Regions from separate parts of the Sus scrofa genome. Here region 1 is linked to region 2. Evidence: chromatin contacts called from public promoter capture Hi-C data. All regions are on one chromosome and are shown on one strand. Each heading gives the region's core, a stretch centred on a gene start, on an enhancer-like site or on the middle of the called end of the contact. The rest is flanking DNA. Distances are from core to core; before and after follow the strand shown.

The links. Promoter capture Hi-C pulls out the DNA fragments that hold promoters and counts their contacts.
Region 1: a promoter capture Hi-C map of liver shows a contact between it and region 2, with 6 times the contacts expected there. The contact joins the promoter of GATAD2A here to the enhancer-like site in region 2. A contact is called at or near these places in 4 of 5 promoter capture datasets (fetal liver, fetal skeletal muscle and liver), 19 of 47 Hi-C or Micro-C datasets (adipose tissue, blood, fetal skeletal muscle and 9 more) and 2 of 2 datasets of contacts at active chromatin or transcription factors (alveolar macrophages and skeletal muscle).

The regions. Positions count from the first base shown.
Region 1 is chr2:58,515,523-58,519,666 of Sscrofa11.1, forward strand. GATAD2A (transcriptional repressor p66-alpha) reads right to left here and starts at 1,786. Exons shown (of 13, transcript XM_021083423.1): 1 at 1,470-1,786.
Region 2 is chr2:58,431,494-58,435,923 of Sscrofa11.1, forward strand. The region is part of intron 3 of GATAD2A (transcriptional repressor p66-alpha); the gene reads right to left. Among named protein-coding and RNA genes, the nearest start is that of TSSK6, 23 kb to the left of the region's middle. Within about 2 kb of position 2,173, at least 44 of the 83 cell types and tissues checked have an H3K27ac peak or open chromatin away from gene starts, as enhancers often do. A contact at or near this core is called in adipose tissue, alveolar macrophages, liver and 5 more, where this site is marked.

The sequences.
Region 1 (4,144 bases), core at 536-3,035, 84 kb after region 2:
GAGTTCAGAGAATACCCCTAATCTAGAGACAAAGAAGATTGGGGGGGGGGGGCATTTCTGATCCTCTCCTTCCAGAACGGAGAGAAATGGGTACAGAAATTGTGGAACCCTGAAGTTAGGACTCCAAGGAGAAATGAGGGAAGAGTTTCTCCCTTAGCGAATGGGGAGAGAAACCTCAGGAAAGGGGGAATGTCCTCAGGCAAGTAGGAGGGGAAATGCCTGGGAATGCAGGGGGACCCTTCAGAGAAGTGAAGAAATCCACTGTGTCTTCCATCAGAGAGGAGATATCTTGGAAAAGTGGAGGCATATTTCAGAGAAGTGAAGAGCTGTAGGAATGGAACATTTCGAATTAGGTGGGGAACCTCTGAAGAAGCCAGGGACTCCTCCAAACATCATGGCATCCACAGATTAGAAAGTGATCCCCAGAAAGGAAATGATTTTGGAAAAATGAGGAACATTTCCTCAGACAAATAAGGATCCAATCAGATGTATGGGCCTTGGGTGGGGGGGCTTCAGGAAAATGGAAGTATTTATCAAAAACTAAGGGGTCCCAGAGTTCCCGTGGTGGTGCGGGGGAAAAGAATCTGAAGGTACCATGAGGTTGAAGGTTCGATCCCTGGCCTCACTCAGTTGCTTAAGGATCTGGCATTGCTGTGGCTGTAGTGTAGGCCTGGAGCTGTAGCTCAGATTTGACCCCTAGCCTGGGAACCTCCATATGCCACGGATGCGGCTCTAAAAAGCAAAAAAAAAAGTAAGGGGTCCCATCCAAAGTGAGAACAGTTCAGAAAAGTGGGGAACACCTCCAAGAAGGATTCTGACAGAAGCAGGAACACTTCAGATTAGTTGGGGGACACTTGAGAAAAGGAGGGTGTCACCCAAAGAAGCGGGAACAGAAAAGCCAGGAGAGCATCGCAGAAAGGTAGGGGGCAAGGGGGACCTATGAAAAGTGAGAGACACCACAAAACATCAAGGGCAAAAAAAAACACAGAACAGTGGGACAATATCTCACAGAAGCAGGGATCTCCTCAGAGAGGTGGGGATCCCCCAGAGAATTCAGGGGGAGGGTCCCCTAGAAGCAAAGATGTCTCCTGAGAGAGGTAGGGGTCCGTCAGGGAAGCAGGGGATCGCCTATGACAGGGGGTCCCAGAAAGGCAGGAGGTCACTCGGAGAAAGCAACCCCTCGGACAAGCAGGGGTCCCCTTTAAGAAGCTGGGAGGGGGAGTCTCAGACAGCTCCGGTCCTCAGAGAAGGGGCTCCCCAGCGAAGCAGGAGGTTCCCTCAAAGAGACAGGGGATCCTCAGGGAAGGGAGGATCCTCTCAAGAGGCGGGGTCCCTCAGAGAAGCGGGTCCCCTCAGACAAGGGGGTCCACGCAATGGAAGAGGCCCCCTCGAAGAAGCGGAAGCCCCAGAGAAGCCCCGGGCACCGGAAGCCGGGGACCCGCCAGCAGCGACGCCGGCCCCTCACTCACCGAAGTTGCTCGGCGCCTCTGCGGGCGACTGCTGGGGTCCCGGGGGGCCTCGGGTGGCAGGGTCGGGTCCGGTCGGCTCAGGTCCCGTGCGGCAGCTCCCTCAGGTGGCGCCCGCGGCGGCGACGGCGGCGGCGACAAGACGACGGACGGTCGACCGACGGACTGCGCGGGCGGCGCGGGGCGCGTTCGGGCGGCGGGGGTGCGCGTGCGCGCGCCGGGGCGCTGACCCCGGGCGGGAGGAGCCGCCGCGCCGCGCTCGGAGCCGCCGCTCCGTCTCGCCGCTCAGTCTCACACTGAAATTGCCCGCTTCGCCGCCCGGCTTCCCCGGTTGCTAGGCAGATTTCGTCTCGCACACTTCCGGGTTGAGGCGCGTCTCACCGAGTGGCGGCGCCTCAGGCCAATGAGGTCCGGCTAGGGTTCCCGGGATCCGCGCCCCAGAGAGGGCGTGGCCAGCTTCATGACGGACAGCGCCTTGCGGCCAATGATCGCGCGGGCCGGCTGGCCCTCGGGATCGCGCCGGGGGCCTGGGCGGGCCTGGAGAGGCGGGATGAGATGACCGACATGTGGTCTACCAATGGGAGAGTGGATCCGGACTCAGGTCCAGTCAGGGCGCTGCGGGGGCGGGGCTTTAGCTTCAGGGTCGGAGCACCGCAAGAGGCGGGGTCTAGGGGACGCGTCAATCCGTGGCCAGCTCGCTCGGACACTGGAGGGGGGTTCCGTGGGGATGCCTGGCGGCCAACAACTGACTGGACAGGGGGTTCCCCGCAGTGCTCAGCAGGGGCGCCCCACCCACAATGCACCGGAGGCGGCCTGGGCCGGGCGGGCGTGGGGCGGTTACGGTGGGCGGGGCAGCAGGAGGCGCGCTCCGAGGACACTGGGCGAGCTGTGGCCCTGCCTTGTTCCCGAGGGGTTTCATTGCCTCTGGGTTCTTTTCAGGTTAGAGTCACGGGCTCGACCCTATTCTGAGGAGACTGTTACGGATTCTTGCCCCTAGCCTGCGTTCTGAGGGGAACCTGCAAGAATCTTAGCCCTCGCCCCTTCTGAGAAGAGTTTTAGCGATTCTTGCCCTGCCCATTTTTCTGAGGAGAGTTGCCAGGATAAGAATGATTCTGTACAGTCGGGACCCCAGCTCTCTGTTCTAAGAAAACTTCTCGAGATTAGCGCCCCTGTCCTTTACTGAGGAGAACTTGAGGGACCTCAGGACCCACTGCCTTTGCTGGAGAGTATTTGGGGAACATACCCTGCCTCTTTTGTGAGCCCTAGTGGGGGCCTTCTCCCTCTGTGATCTGAGGGGCGGTGGGGGCCGCATGTCCCTGGCCTTCATTTCTGAAGATACCTTGGGAAATTCCTAACCTGTAAGTCCCTCCTCTGACAAGGAGAAATTTGGGACTTAAAGCACACTTTCTCTCTGCAGAGAGGAATTGCAGGAGACTTGTGGTCCCTCACCCTTTTTACTCAAGAATTGCCAGGCGGTTGCGGTCCCTGCACTTTTTCAAAGCAATATTTGAGTGTTGCAGGAGTTTCTCTTTTCCTAAGAAGTGCAACCGTTTGACCCTTCTGTCCTAGAAGAGTTACCCATTTAGCCCTCTTTTTTTGGGGGGGGATTTTTTCCAAGCAGCTGTCCACTCTTCCCCAAGGGTCAAATCTGTGGCTCTTCCTAATTCTGTCCCCTGTCAGGCTCTTCAGCCCCACTTTCCTTCTCTCCTGGGTGGGGCCCTTCCAAAAAGCATTCTTGCCTGCCACCTATCCCCAGACAAAACGAAGCAGTCACCCAGACTCTGATGTCACATGAACCCATGGCCTACTTCTGTCTTCTCCCAGTTTGTCTGAACTCCTCCCCTGACTTACCCCCCAAAGAACCTAAGTTATGCCCTTTGTAAGCAATCAAATAAATGTCCATTGATTCAAAGGTGAAGAAAGCGGCAATGAGAAAGATCCACAATACTCTAAGGATTCAATATGGCAAAACTTTTATTGCCCCCACTTTCTGCACAGAAGTGTGTAAGATGCTGAGATGTCTGAATTATAGGATGGAACTTTTAAGCCAAGATGAACGCAATGAAGGGAAACAGGCCTATTAGACAAGGCAGACTGTTATACTAAAGAGACACCAGGAATATGTTGTAGGAATGTAGAGGAGGAAGTAATTAAATGAGATAATGGATGTGAAAGTGCTTTGTAAACCTTGAAGCAGGGTACCCATGTAGAAAGGATTATTGTTATTGTTACAAATGGGCTGACATTCCTGGAAGAAAAGTAAAAAGTAAATTCTGAGAGTCAGAGTGATGGGAGGTTGGCAGAGAGCCCTGTGGGGCTTGACTCCCTGAATGAGCTCAGCCTGGACCCAAATGGTAAGGCTGACTGAGTCCTTGGCTAGAGAAGAAAGTCACTGGAAACATAAAGACACCGTGTTCCCAGAGGGCCTTGTTTGCTCTTCTGCTGTAGCACTTACCATATTCTGCAAATGTCTAAGGTGATCTGGGTGGACAATAAATACTTGGACTTTGGTGGTTGGCAGAACTGGGTTCGAACCCACGCCTGCAACTCGCTAGCTAGATTACTTTCCCCAGCTATATCAGAAATGAGAACACCTGTCTCCAAAGGTTGCACTGAGGACTGTGAGCTCCTGGTACTCAGAAGATTTTTGTTTCATTCCTGTCACTAACTAGGATGCT
Region 2 (4,430 bases), core at 923-3,422:
TCTGTTGCTGAACCCTTCAAAAGCCAGGGCTATTCTTGGTGCCCAATTCTGTGTCCCTAGGACTGAAGACATCTACATGTCCAAAGGTGACACAGTTATTTTAGAAAACACCACAGCTTTCTCTACCATGTGGCTCAGTACTTAATAAAAACACTAGGTCCCAGATCTTGAGCCTGCTACTGGGGCTCCTACCTGCCCATGTTGGAGGCCACCTGATAGTTAGAGTCCAACCCCCACACGAATCAGCCTTTCCTTTACTCAACTCAGTCTCGCCGACAGCCTTCACATCTGGACAGCCCACCTGCCTGCCCCCAGAAGACGAAGGGCTGATCCACATGCTGTCAGCCTACACTCTAGCTCCTGGGCATGGAGTCTCACCACCTCACAAGGTGGCCAAGGCTGCCTGTTGGATAGTCCTTCCTGAGCTACACGTGGCCTCTTCATCCTGCCAGTGACAATGTGATAGCAGCAGTTGCACGTTTTGAAATCAACTAGAACACAGAATACATTTTCTCTCACAGATCTGGGTACTTTCCAATCAACCTGATCTGCTCAGAAACTAGTTCCCAGCCACCACTGCCTATTACCCTCTCTCCCTCTTACCCCAAATCCTACCACCCAAGTCCCCTAGGACATATATTTAGATCTAGTCATGCTAGGCTTCTACTACGGTGTTAGTAACTCCACACATTAGAACCAACAGGTCCTACAGATAGCACTTAGCCCCGAATCAATAGCTCTGTTTGCTGAGGGCACAATGTAAACTTCCTGGCCTCAGCATCTGTGTTGAAGGAATCAAATATATCTATTAACAGGAAAACCAGCCTAGGACTGAATTCATCCGCTAGGTGGCTCTGTGACCCAAAGAATAAACTGAATGAAGTTAACTGGGAGTAATGGCTCTAAGTTGTCCCACTCCTTCCACCTAAGCAGGGGACAGTTATAGACGGAGAACTTGTGTTTTAACATCCCAGGGAACCACCTTTTCTATTCTTGGAGTGAGCCATGTCCTTAGGCAAGGATTGGCACAGAGGACCAGACACTGAGGGTTTGCTGACTCCCCTGCTCCCCCAATATAGCGTTCTCCCCAGCCCTTCCTAAAGCTGCATGGCTGCTGTGCCTCAACACTTTCAGCCCTGATTCAATTTAACCAGTGCAGTTGCTAGATGGTCTTCAACAAGAGACCAGGAGTGAATGAGAAGACTTCCATTTTAAGCTAAAGAATCCCCTCATAGGAGTTATCAGCCAACTTTCTCATGCCCTGGAACTGGTTTTCTTTCTTTCTTTTTTTTTTTTTGCTTTTTAGGGCTGCACTCGAGGCATGTGGGTTTCCAGGCTAGGGGTCTAATCGGAGCTACAGCTGCCAGCCTATGCCACAGCCACAGCCATGCCAGATCTGAGCCGCGTCTGGGACCCACACCACAGCTCACAGCAACATGGCTGGCTTTCTATAAAGTAACTCAGGGTGTTTTACCACGGCCTTATCCAACTAAAAACCAATGCAATTCAGGAACCACCCCTCTTCATGTCCGTGTGTCCCCCTGTTAATTGTCAACTCAGCCCAAGATCAACTTTGGGGGCTCCAATTCCAGGTTCTCTGAACACACTAAGACAGTGAGCAGACACAAGGCTCCAGCACAGGAGCTGCACACAGGCAGAGCAGCAGCCCAGGCAGAACCACATCTAGAGTTACAGACTGCAGGCACTTCTTGAGTAAGAGTGCACTGAGATAATGGTAATAATCCACAGGGACTTATCACGTTTTATCTCACTGAGTTTTATTAGACATCTTCCAAAAGTAAGATGTCTAATAAAACTCAAATTTGCCTGAGGGACGAGGATAGGGTTTGGGACTGAGAGCATGTGGAAGCTGACGCTCCCTGAGATGGCCACTCTGACCACAGCACTCCCAGATCCCATCTTGGACTGAGACTAATCAATAACTCGTCCAAGACATGACATCACCTCCCATCAATGATCACTCAGCATCCCAGCAGCCAGCAGGGAGTGAACTTCCTGTATGCTAATCAGGCCACCAAGAAGTCATGTGACAAAGGCATTTCCCGCTTTGGTCATGTGACCCTTTAACTGTGCCTTCCAACGTGAAAACCATGGCAACAGCCAGTTCTAACCAGTTTGTGACAAGCAGCCTTCATTTTGAGAAGTGAGGTAGGGTTCAGGTGCTGTCAGAAAATGGAGGCGCCCAGCTCGCCCTGGGGCTGCCAGGCTGCAGGCACTTCCTGTGTGGTCCTGGCCCACAGGCGACTGTTGGTGTGTTACAGGGACCTGGTTTACCTCTTCCAAACACAGAAGGGCCACCAGCTCTACTAGTTTCCAACAGGAAAAACTTTCTTAAGCTGAATTTTTACAGCAAAGGTGCTTCAAGTCTCTGAGTACCTTCCCACGGAGTTCTTTTAACTTGGGAAAAGAATACCCATTTGACAAAGGCTCAAAATTATCATAAGCATTCTTTTTTAAAAAAAGTGTTTTAGGAGTTCTCCTGTGGTACAGTGGGTTAAGGATCCAGCACTGTCACTGCTGTGGTGTGGGTTTGAACCCTGGCCCGGGAACTTTTGCATGCTGTGGGTATAGCCAAAAACATAAGAAAAAATAAAATGAAAATCCCTGGAAGCAGGCCAAGCTGTTAGGAAAAAAAATGGTCTCACTCCTTCTCCCCTTGTATGCCGGACACAGCTAAACAAACACAAAAGCTCTGCTATCTGCCAGGAACTTGAAGAGAAGGTAGGAATTAGAAAATTAACTTGAGATAAGATCCCTCCAACCACAGCACCAAACTATCAGCCCATTGCTTACCAATTAGTGGTCATTGCGAGGTTAATATTTAGTGTCCCGCTGGCCCATGCCAGGGGAAGCAGTCTCATCAAGGGAACACAGCTCTGACAGGCCTGGCTATCCTAGGAAGGCACACTTGATCCACATGCGTTCATTTATTTCCTCACTTCTACTTGCTGAAAGCCAACTTAAGAGGCAGGTGCTGTGCCAGATAGTGGGGAGAAGCCCTTGTGTAAAAGCAGTTCCTTAAGGTCCACCAGGAGGGAGAGGCACAAATGGGGGTATGCCCGCAGGCAGGATTGCACCACTACCCACCTCAGCACACAGAGCAGCAGGGCAGTTTTGCTAGAGCACATTATTGCCCTAGATCTGCTTGATCAAAGCCTGCATTTTAGTTAAGGTCCCTGAGATTCCCGCATAAACTAGGGAAATAGCAGAAGACTGTGTGGGCCCAGTAAGGCCTCGGGCCACAAATTGCTCCTCAGGGCTGGCCCAGGGAGACAGTAGGGCCAGCAGCCTACTCCCTGCCAGAATCATCCCACTTCCCCCTCATCTTCTGGGCTGGCTGGATAGGAAGAGACAGGTGGTCGCTAGCTGTTTAGAGGTGAGGTGGAGGGGCTTTACTAAACCCAGTACCAGTCTCAGCTGCTCTCTCAGAAAACACTAGTCTTGGCCCTCCAGACCCCAGCCCCTGAATGAACCCCCTGCTTGTACTCACAGGTAAGTCCTGTCGTGGGCTCCTCCCACCTTCACCATTGGTCCCTCTGAGGAACATCCCTCCACCATGCTCCTGTTTTCCTTGTAAGCCCCAACTCAACCTTCAAGATGCATTTCAAATCTGTGCCCAAAGAAAAGTCCCTGGCTGGCCCAGTCCTCCCACCCCCAGGCCCTGGAAGCATAGTCAACCCTACTCCACGGCACTCATGGGACCCAACCCCTACAGCAGCATGAACGTTAGGGGAACCCTTAGCCCTGCCCCCAAATGTCCATCCTCTGGGCAGGGAGCTCAGGGTGGAATTCTGGGGGCTTCCACTCAAGGGCAACACAAGCCTAAACAGAACCAGCTCACCAGGAACCAGCTCACTCTCACCCTCACCTTCATCCAAGGAAAGTGCCTTTGCCTTCCTACAAGGTGCCATTACGGCGGCCCTATGACAAGTCAGCTCACCCTACCACAGCCTTCCAAGGGTGATGCTGTCATTGCCCATTTGACAAGCAAGTTTCTTCCACCCCAAGCTGGGGCCAGAGGCCATCACAGACACCCATGGTCCCACTTGGAGCCTATTACCACAAGGCTGGAGTCCTGCAGCTTCTGGTGAGGGACAGGGTGTTCCCAGTGTGGCCAACAAGCAAAGGACAAAGAAAGGAAGGGGTCCAGCCCTGGTGGACTCCTGTTTGACCCACCCCCAGAATAGGAGCTAGGCTCCCCATGTCAGCTGGAGGGGCAAGACTCTCCTCCTAGTGCCATTTTGGGTAGGGGAGATGCCATAGGGCTTCCTCCCAGAACAGGCACTGTGTACCAGGCCTGCACATACTGAAAGGTATGGGGGGTGTGTGTGTATGTCGTATTCCCACAAACTTCTCACTTGGTTCTGCCTCTTGCAAGTGAGAAGCCCAAGGCAAGACACTTTCCCTCT